Linked DNA regions of Rattus norvegicus: region 1 is linked to region 2. A link is a contact called in public Hi-C data. All regions are on one chromosome and are shown on one strand. Each heading gives the region's core, a stretch centred on a gene start, on an enhancer-like site or on the middle of the called end of the contact. The rest is flanking DNA. Distances are from core to core; before and after follow the strand shown.

Region 1 (5,033 bases), core at 2,030-4,529, 190 kb before region 2:
TCATGTTGCTGTATGAGTCCTGGGATTAGGATGTGTGCCATTGTGCCTACCTTAACATAAATACTGGGATTCTGAACAGAGGTCCTCACACTTGTCTAGCAAACATTTTACCCACTAATTCATCTCCCAGCCCTTGAATGTTTTCAATAACCATAAACATTACTGTTAACTTGTGCTTTGGATGTTTCCTACCAACCATAGTTTATAGAGTTGCATAGAACCTGGCGAGGAACATTTCAGTCTATAAAATGGGACACTATCATTACCACCATGCGAGAATGCTCTCACACAGCAGTATGCTGGAGATGGCTCTTCTTGGCTTAAGCAATAACCTTTTCCCTACATGTAGCCACGTTCTGTGTTGTTGAGCTGGTAGCTTGAAATTGGCCATTGGGGAAGTACTTAAGCACAATGGGGTTTCCTTCTTGTTGCTTTGAGATAGGGTCTTTTTTTTATGTTTGTTAGTATTTATTGTATAAAACAAAAGGTTTCACGGTGACATTTTTATACATACATATAGCATGCCTACTTCCTTATTGAGATAGGGTCTTAGTGCGGAGCCCCAGCTACCCTGGAACTCACAATGCTGACTAGAGACTGGTCGTGAACTCAGAAAGATTCACTTGCTTCTGTCTGCTGAGTGCTGGTATTAAAGGCAAACTTCTGCATTCTTAACAAAGGGCATTTTGCCTCCTTAGAGGATATTTGGTAATCATTAGGGATATATTTTGTCACGATTTTGGGGTTGCTGCTGACATCTAGTGGAGCCAGGCGTACCACTTAATATCCCTGTTATCTGGAGGACAGATCCCCCATCTTCATAGCAAAAATAATCTAGCCTCAAATGCCCTTAGTGTTGAGGCTGATTTTGAATTATACCAAAGAAGATGGCAGGCATAAACATGGCCAGCCTGCTCCCAGCCCTGTCCTGCCCTCATGATCTTTCCTTTTATCTCTCTGTTTTAGGGTACCAGTTACCAGCTGACTCAGAAAATGATTTCTTACATCTATGTCAAGTAAAACCCCTAATTCTTTTCAGAAGCCAACTGGAACTGGAAAAAGAGATGATTTTGGAAGCCAGAAAGAAGATTCTCCCCTCAGTAATTCATCCAGACTGTGGGTTGACAGGCTTACTGCACAGGGAAGGAGAATTAATAGTTTAAACTTGGTAGACCACCTGGTCTCTGTGAGAACCACCATATAAATGGGGCACATCTCAATTTTAAAGGAAGGAACATATATCTGTCTTCCAATAAAACTTTATTTCCAAAGCAGGGTGATAGTTTGCATATTTGGAACAACAGCTCAGTCTGTCCCAGACACTTTCTCAACCAAAGCTTTATTCTGGTGCCATGCGCCTTCCTCTTATGTTCAGAAAGCTACTGAAAGCTGTTATTGGTATTCAGGGTCAGCATCACAGTCCTCTTAATGATGCTGGTCCTTCAGATTTGTGTTCTGAGATCCTGTCCTCAGTTCCTGCACAGAATGGAGAGCCTTAGTAAATACCGCAGCTGTAACACAATGTCTGTCCATTAGCAAATGCACCAAGGAGGCTGACCAACGAATGACAGAGGAACAACTGCAGAGCTTTGGAAGAATCCCACAATTCTGTGGTTCTTGCCTAAAAACACTAAGGTCAAGCCTAGAAAATAGCATTGCAGTGCATTATGGACCTCGTCATCAAAGGGGTCAGCATTCAATGAAAGAGAAATTGTGGTATGCCAGAGGACGTGACTTCAAAGCATCCATTGCTTTATTTTTAATATGGTATGGGGGGGGGGAAGATTCACGCCAGTTCTTATGTCCAGACTTGTGAGGTTCCAAAGACTTGAGAATAACCTTTGGTCCATCTTACTGGAAGCGGTCACTACATTTACCTTCTCCTGATGATGGAACTTTGGAATTAAAAGCATCCAATGGCTCGGTTTGTTGTACCTGACAGCTGTCAACAAAGAGCTTGAGGAGCTGTGCTGTGATGGAGAGGAGAGAACTTCCAGCTTCTTGGTCTGGGAGCAATAGAGAGCTTCGTGGCGTGGATCATGTATGTAGGTTCCATTACAGTTGTAACAGGAGTAGTGGGCCAACCACAGTGGACACACCAGTGCTAATAGAATCACTCTCACCCCCCATGGGTCAGGCCAGGATTCTTGAAACCAAGGATGCAGGACTGCTCTGCATACACTTGGAGCCTGGCTAAGCAAGTATGTTAATCCTCCTTAGTCACTAGGTGGCAGAATATAATTAAGATGCCAGTGTCTCCTGAAACACTGGAGGATGTTTCTCCATTCCTACTTTAATGGCCTCCTTCATTACTTTGCAGTATTTGCTAGTGACATTCAGGGCTGAGGTAATGATATAAACATTTCGCTCTGCAAACACGTCCTCGCAGTCCTTGCATCTATCCAGGTTTTTAACATTTTTTATTCAGCTGGGTCACCTCTTAGGAAGAAGCCTCTTTAACTCAAAGTACATTCCATTCTGGATGACTATTCCTCAGACCTTTCAAACTTCCAAGTTTTACCCTTTATTTTGTTATTCATTAGGGAACAGAAATAAATACCTTCCCACCATCTGTGAAATTTCAAATAATTTTTTAACAATAAACATGAGATAAATCCATTTTATAGTTGAAAATCCACGAGTCCACATGGATAACAAATATTTGTTAATAATTCTTATTTACTGATAATAAATTTGTTGATTTTCCTAATGATAAAGAATATAGTCACTCATGTGAAAAATTCTGAAAATTCAGAAAGGAATACGAAAGGAAAGATAGATGGTAATCCTATTATTCAGAGAGACCAATTTAAAAGAGGTTATGATGCCCCAGAATAATTCATCTTATCAAGTTGATGATGGGAAAATGCTAAAAGACCTATTCATAGATAAATGCAAGCCCATTAAGATCTGATCCTTGGCTACCTAAAATTCTAGGTCAGCACTTAAAACAGAACATGCTGTTTTTATTAACATTTTATTATAGCATATTTTAAGCATGTGCAAAAAAATGCAGAGAAGGTGATAAACTGGCTCTGTGTGGTTCCACCTCGCTTTAAAAAATCAACAGTACAGAGCCCATCTGATTCACTAACTCATGCCAAAGCTTCTTTCCTGTAAGATAGTCTGAGGCAAGCCCTGACTTGTTTTGCTTCGTATTTACCTAGATGAGTGTTAACCTTTAGAGTAAAGTCTATTGTGTGGCTTTGGTGATCAACACAACTAAACAAGGGAATATAATCTCATGAATCACAATAAGGGCATGCAAAGCCACTCACAGAGAGTCCCAGCCTTGCTGAGGGAGGGAATGGTCTGGCTACTGGGTCAGGCTCACTGCTCAGAGAATCTGGAATTAATTTTGCTGGGGAAAATATAACCTGAACTGATGTGGATCTGTCTACAGCCTATGTATGAGTGAATACAAAGAGTACTGCAGAGCAGAAAGCAACATATCTAACATGGGAATGGCTCATAGCAAGCCAGGGTCTCTTCCAGTGCAGGTCTTTCCGACGCCCTCTACTCTCCTCACTGGGTTCTAGACCTGAATCTGCAGTGCTGAGCCCTGTCTTTAAAGATCTTAGCTTTGTGTTCAACTTTTGCTATTTCTTCAGCCTGCCTTTCACATTTTCTCCTGGTCAACACTGGCCCACAGAGGCTTTTCACCCCTTTGCCCTTACTGGATCAGGTGCATCTTTTTTGCAACTCTTACTGTTATTTTCTTCCTCCTCACTTCCTCTTTATACTCCCAGGGTTATATGGGAGTTCCAGTCAATTCCTCTTTCCAGAGTGCTGAGACCATACACTTGGTTGGGTGACCTTACTTCCCCCAACTGCTGTTTTCCATGCATTGGACTCTTGCCACATGCCAGGCTCTGCGTGATGTGCTGGGTGGACAAGAATGAAAGAAACAGAGCCTTGCCTTTGAAGAGCTCACAGATTAGCTGGTGCCTAGGTGAACTGCGGAGTGGAAGATAAATGAACACTGTTCATTCAATGTGTGAGCAAAACAAAAATGTAGGTTCGGCTAATATGGATACTTCAAAGAGGATAGGTCTGTTCGGGGTAGCGAGGGAACACTTGCCTAGAAAGGGCATTCGCTTTCTGTACTTGCATTTATTTCATTTTGGGGTCTAAAACAAATTAGTTGTTGTAAAACTAATGTTTTATGGCATTATTTGACAGGCTATTTCCATACCCATTCTAGCCCATTTCAACTTCCAAATAAATGATACAGAGACCTGGTATTTTTACTAACAAGCTGCAAGCCCTAAGCTGGGCAGGTTCTGAGCTATTCTAATCCCACTAGGCTGCCTGCCCATTCCCAGCCACATGCCCCTTTCATTCCTTGCCACCAGGTCTTGGCCTGGCTTGCTCTGGTCCATGTGCCTTCATGGTTGCTCTCTCATTGAGACCTCATGGCAAATCCTCTTGGTCCATCCGTATGGTCTCTCCATACCTTCTCTTCCTTGTAGTCCTTCTCTCTTGGAACCCCCTTACTGGAATTGGAAGTCCTGTTCTATTCCCTTCCGCCCAGTACTTAGCTGATCAGCACTTTATTAACCAATCAGAGGTGATGCAAAACACATTTTACATGACATTGGGACTGGAGATGTTGACTATGTCAACATCTGGAATGCAATCAGATATCTGGGCATCTGAGTACACAGTACACAAAACCATCCCCCAAATATATATGTGTATTATATTTCACAAAAACCCCATTACCCCCATTGCTATTTTACCTATCTCATGTTCTCCAAAATTGATTGTCTATTTTCTTATGTAATTTCTAGAAGTTCTACATGGATATGCGAGCAAAGACACTTTTTTCTTTCTCTACAAAGGCGGTAGCATGTTGTTCTTTCTGGTATGCACTTGGTGTGTTTTCAAAACATAATGTTATATAGAGACAAGAGACTTTAGAATCAGGATATCTGCATTCAAATGCCAGCTCCATGATTCAAACTTGGCAAGTCACTCAACGTCTCTCTGGTTGCTTTCAATATTTTTATCTCTCGTTTTCAAATTCTCAT
Region 2 (5,701 bases), core at 1,966-4,465:
TTGGGGGAGGGAGGTGTGTGCCTGTGTGTGTGTGCTCACACACATGTGCATGTATGTGCATATGTGTGTGTACATTTTGAAGTTAGATATCAACATCAGATGTCTTCAATTTCTCCTCGCTTTATTTATTTACTTATTTATTGAGTCACAGTCTCTCGTTGATTCTGCTCGACTGGCTAGCCAGGGCCTCTATCCATCTCCTGTCTCCTCTTCTCCAATGCTGGGATTACTGGTATACCACATCTGGCTTTTACATGGGTTCTGGGGATGTGAACACAGTCTCTCATGCTTACATGATAACTCCTTTACTGATAGAGATATCTCTCTAGTCTTCTTTTTGAGTCATATTTTATTCTCTAATGTTCTGACCAGTAGGTTTTCTTATATTTTGGGTTGTGAGCCTAGCCTTTAACAGCTGAGCCCATCTCTCCAGCCCCCAGTAGGCTTACTTAATCACTACAAATTCATTTTGGAAAATCATTTTGTTGATGTTTTTCAAAAAATTTCATTGACTTCCTGCAGTGTCTTTTTTTTTCAGCTACTAGGAGCCAAATAGTAGGTATCTCAGGCAAGAAGCACATTTTTAGAGAAAATTTTTTTAAAAATTCTTCTCTATTTTAAATAAGGCATTTGTAGACTGTAGACTGGCTGCCAGATCTGAATTAAAACTATCCTACAAGCTCTGCCTTTCAGGGAGTCTTGATTTAAAAGGCTTTGTGGCATGATAAAATTGAGCTTCTTGTATCTGTACGACCTCTCTAGCAAGGTCAGTACAGCCACAGCTGCCTGAAGGTCAAGTCCGCAATTAGAGCATCCCAGGGTCATCTCAGAATAGAACCTCGAGTCACCCAGCGCACATTTATGGAAGCCACCACTTCAGAGCAACAGTAAGGAAGAGCGGCCTTCCTACTCAGGTAGAAAGGGCTTCCGAGGACAAGGTTGGGGCCTTTGGTGAAGGTGCTATAATCCAGAAGATGTGGTGGGGAAAACTCTTCGCAGCCCGCTCAGGAACACACTAACCAGGGGCACTCAAAGGATGGAGAGCATCCCGCTTTGAAACTGCTTTCTTTCTTAAGTGTGATCTCCTCTACGTTCTAATTGTTGGGATCCAGCAGTTGTGCCATAAGATGCTGCCCTCTGGCAGGACATGTCACTGGGTGTCAACACGCTAATGCTGGGCATAACCCGGATGAAGCCTTTGACCTCTGTAGCGGTTTAAGGATTGGAGGGTAGAGATGTACTAAATGCATATCCATACTTCCACCACCGAAGTCTGTTTCTGCTTTTATCGCCCCTAGGGAGAGTTTTATTGTAGGGCGGATTCCATACCCTACAGGGGTTATTAGTTAAACAGATCGAGTTGGGTTTTAAGGTCTTTGCTTTCATTTAGCGAGGTTCCCAGGATGCTCTGCCTGGGGTTTCTTTCTTCCTAGTCTTTCTTCTTTCTCTGCCTCCTAATTACCTGATTTGTGTAGCCTACTCCACGATGCCACCTACTCCCTGTTAGAGAAACCCAAGAAGTAAGCTTTTGTTTTTAAGATAAAAAAAATTTATTTATGTACACGAGTGTTTTGCCTGTATGCATGTGTGTGCAGCACATACATGCCTGATGCCGGAAGATGGTGTCAGATCTCCTGTAACTGGATTTACAGATGGTTGAAGCCTTCAAGTGGATGCTGGGAACAGAATTTAATAGGAGTACTCTCGGGAACCATACCCTTCAAACTACAAAGAGTGTGTGTGTGTGTGTGTGTGTGTGTGTGTGTGTGCGTGTGTTTTAATTGCTGTGAGATATGGAGAAGAGGAAAACTGCAGAAAAGCTTAATCTCCTAGAATCATGTGGAGAGTGGTCCTTTTCCCTTAGGCATTTTCCGTTGTACACAGATGGCCACGGACATTATTTTAAATTCTTTGCTAGTACTGGACTTTTAAAAAGTCTGGCACAGGAAATAGTTTACAGGGTATGGATGTCACTAAAAATTGGCACTGATGTTCAGTCAGTAGGATTCTGACTCTTTATGGTACTCCTCTTCCGATGACTTCAAAAGTTCCAACAAAATTCATTTTCAGAAAACTCAGAGACAGAGAGAACGCTCTCTCTAGAAAGACAGGAAGCAAGGGCTAAGGATATAGCTCAGCTGGCAGAATGCTTGCCTACTGTGCAAGGCTGGGCTCCATCTCTCCGCAACTGTACAGATTTGGGCGTGGTGCTCTGTTCCCGTAATTTTAGGCCTTGGGAGGCAAGAGGATCAGGAATTCAAGGTTATTGAGTTTATGAGCAGGCTACATGAGACTGTCTCAATTAAAACAAATAAAATAAAGGCAGAAAAACTTCATCTAACTGTGGTCGTTTGACATCATCAAAACCCACTCTTGTGACCACAGCTGCCCCCTGTGGCTTTACAGGTACCTATTACCAGTGGAGTGTGTGTGTGTGTGTGTGTGTGTGTGTGTGTGTGTGTGTGTGTGTGTGTGTGTGTCAGTCTAGAACTCTGGAAGGTAGCGGATCTTCTTTTGAAAACCGAAGTAAAGGTTTGAGGCAGAAACCAAAACAAGCTGATATTCACTTTGTCCATTCCACACCCCTTGCACCAATCTAGGACGTTTTAAAGAAGAGAAGGAAGAGACAGAAAATGATTGGCATCTGTGGGGCCGGGCGGGGGTGGGTCTGCTTTCCTTCCCAAGCTGGGGGCTGAGTAAACTAACAAAAGGAGAGAGGGAGAGAGGGAGTACGGGGGCGGGGGGGGGGAGGGAGAGAAAGAGGAAGGTAGGGAGAAAAAAACACACACAAAACAAAACAAAACAAAACACACAAACTCAAAATTCAACACCCACAAACCCCCAAACAATTGCAGAAAGAAGAGTTTAGAGGAAGCGTTTTTCCCTTTCCCACTTCTGCCGGGAATGCGGAGTCCCTGGCTCAGCTCAAGTCCGGAGTTTCCCGTTACCCGAAGCTAGCAGGTCAGGGCCGGGGCTACGAAAGCGGACCCCACGAAGCTTGCACCATCCTCCCCCAGTGTCAGCCGCGGCGCACTGTCGCCGGTTTAAGGGGCGGGCCATAGCTCCACGTGCTTTCTGCTGAGTGACTGAACTACATAAACAGAGGCCGGGAAGGAGGCGGGGAAAAAGGGAGAGAACAGCGTTTGACCGGTAGTAACCCCGGCGCTCGGCACAGCCGAATCTATAAAAGGAACTAGTCGCGGCAAAAACCAGTAATTCCGAGAGCGAGCGAGCGGGCCGGGACCGGCAGAGCCCACTTCTGTCTCTGCGGCTCAGCGCAAAGCTGGGCAGGGGGCGCCGCGGGACCCGCGCAACCACAGCCGGCTTGGGGAGCTGCTCTGCTCCCTGTCCCCACCCCCTACTTTTTTCTCCCGGTTTCTGGAAGGGTTTGTGTAGGGGTTGGGTAAACAGACGCAAACAGCAAAGTGGAAAACAGGTAAGAGGTTCTTCAGTGACTTGGGCATTTTGGTTCGGGGCCAAGGAAGCTTTGGGGAGCTCTCCATTTTGGGGACTTTGTTGGGACTCGAACTCCCATATCCCCTACTTCTGGGGATGCAAATAGGACAGGGGAGGCATAAATGGGGAAAGAATGCTCTGGGACAGATCGTGGTGACCACGGGACGCAGAACGACAGCACTCGGGTCTCCCCGAATCGGAGACCAGGGAAAGCATCTCTGGTGTCTGAGACTCGCCTCTTGGGCACAGTGAGAGCCAAGATTCCCGGGCGTCCGAGGGGAACAGCCACTGGGGTAGGGAGATGAGAGGATCCTTTACAAAGAGTCCCCCTTTGTCTAGCACCGGGTAGGCCGTCGTAGCACTTGTGGAAGTGTCACATCTGAGTCCCCACTCCATTATTTAGCTGGATCGTGTTGGCCTCTAGCTTGGAGGTCCTCTTCCCAGGACTGGGGCGGCATGTCCTTGTTTCCAAAGAACTCTAGTAAGAAGTGTCCTAAACGGGATCTTTTGTGTTATTGCGTGCTTGAGTTCTCGGGCTTTGTTCGACTCGGGGGTCCTGCCCACAGGCTTCCTGCACTCTGGAGCGCTGCATCCCCTGGCGCAAAGTGGGGGACCACTTTTGTTACTTCTAAAGACAGAAAACTTAGAAGAGAGTTTGCAGGAAGCCGAAGCTGGGGTGCCCAATTCATCCTCACCCCTTGGCCCATCTTCCTGCTTTCTGCTAGTGGTCCCTTCGGGCCGAGCACCGATTGAGAAGCTGGGGCTAGGTTTTGCAGCCGAATGACCGCAAGTAACCCCAGCGGGCAGCACAGAACTCGCAGCTCGGGTGCAGGGCTGGGCTCCGCCGCCAGGGGGTGGGGGCTGGGCGGCCTGCGGGTGGCCCCTGGAGACTGGCCCGCAGCGCCTCCTGGCAGGGGAGCCAAGGTATGGCCCGGTGTAGAGTGAGAGTCTAGTCCTTCCCTTCACTGTGAATCTAGTCAAAACTGGTGTTTCCAAACTGGGAGGAACCCTGAGGGCCGGGAAAGCCAGCCAATGTTGTTGTTTTCCCTTCTTCTAATTCTTTTTTTTTTTTTTTCGTTTCCTGACTCCCAGGCCATTGATAAACGAGGCATGGTTCTTGGGGGTGTTTACTGATGACAGGCTGGTGGGTAGGTGCCTGTTTTTGTTTTTTTTTGTTTGTTTGTTTTTTTGTTTTTTGTTTTTTTTTTCCTGCACTTACCTCTGGAAAGGAGAGAAATACTAAACAGTTTTTGTTTTTGTTTTTTTGTTTGTTTTTGTGTGTTTATTTGTTTGGGAAAACTAAGTATCTGTCACTAGAAGTAATTAGTCTCCTTCATTGGCCTCACTGGTATCACCATTAAAAAACAAAACAAGAATTTACTACCAAGTCCCTCAAAGGACGTTGGCAGAATAAATATATAATAAAGGAAAGATATTTAAACAAAAGGAACACTTCCTGGCTTAAGATGTAGGTCAATGGTACAGTGTCAACCTTGTACAAGACCTTTAGCACCACCCATCACAAAAGCAAAGCAAAACAAAACAAAACAAAAAAAACCCCACAAAATTTCCTTGACGAGAATGATACACCACTTTCTTTCTGTGGCTCAATCCTCACCTCCCACAACACACACCTGACACATGCCTGCAGGCTAGAAAACACACCCTTACCACTTAGTCATAGCTTGGAACCCAGACCTAAGTCTTAATACTCTACCAGACATAAATGCCAATTAAAAAGTACTACTCCCTTTTCTTTCAAGCCCATTTTTTTTCTATTCTAATACAGACATAAGGGCAACGTATTGCTGTTCCCATCTTTGCAAAAATACAACTCCCCCAACATCAAAGGAGGTACAGACAGCATAGAGAATATTCGAGTGGGTAGTATAATAATATCTAAAATAATACAGGTAAATTACACTTTCTGTTGTAAGCATGTCTTTTCCTCAGCGCTGCCACAAGTCATTAAAATGGTTTTTTTTTTTTAAAACGTGATGCACGGAGTTGATTATTATCTATGTGAGAACAAGTTGGATCTGAGGGGTGAGAGAAGGACATTTCCAGCAACATAATGCTCACAGTACCTTTTTGGAGCAAAAATCAATACCATAAAATAAGTGTCCCGTTGTAAAAGTCACTGGTATTCTGGACGACTCATTGGTGGTGACTTGACTATCTGTCTGAAGATGAATATTTTAATTTATTAGCACCTAAAGGTGGGCCTGTTACGGACCTCAGATGC

What was found. Hi-C and Micro-C count contacts between places; a contact is called where the count stands out from the background.
Region 1: a Hi-C map of the A7r5 cell line shows a contact between it and region 2, with 4 times the contacts expected there. The contact joins the enhancer-like site here to the promoter of Abca1 in region 2. A contact is called at or near these places in 7 of 12 Hi-C or Micro-C datasets (the A7r5 cell line, the Rat2 cell line, Schwann cells and 3 more) and 1 of 1 datasets of contacts at active chromatin or transcription factors (oligodendrocytes).

Annotation. Positions count from the first base shown.
Region 1 is chr5:72,780,782-72,785,814 of GRCr8, reverse strand. No RefSeq gene overlaps it. Among named protein-coding and RNA genes, the nearest start is that of Slc44a1, 76 kb to the left of the region's middle. Within about 2 kb of position 3,279, at least 4 of the 93 cell types and tissues checked have an H3K27ac peak or open chromatin away from gene starts, as enhancers often do. A contact at or near this core is called in the A7r5 cell line, where this site is marked.
Region 2 is chr5:72,593,987-72,599,687 of GRCr8, reverse strand. Abca1 (ATP binding cassette subfamily A member 1) reads left to right here and starts at 3,215. Exons shown (of 50, transcript NM_178095.3): 1 at 3,215-3,436.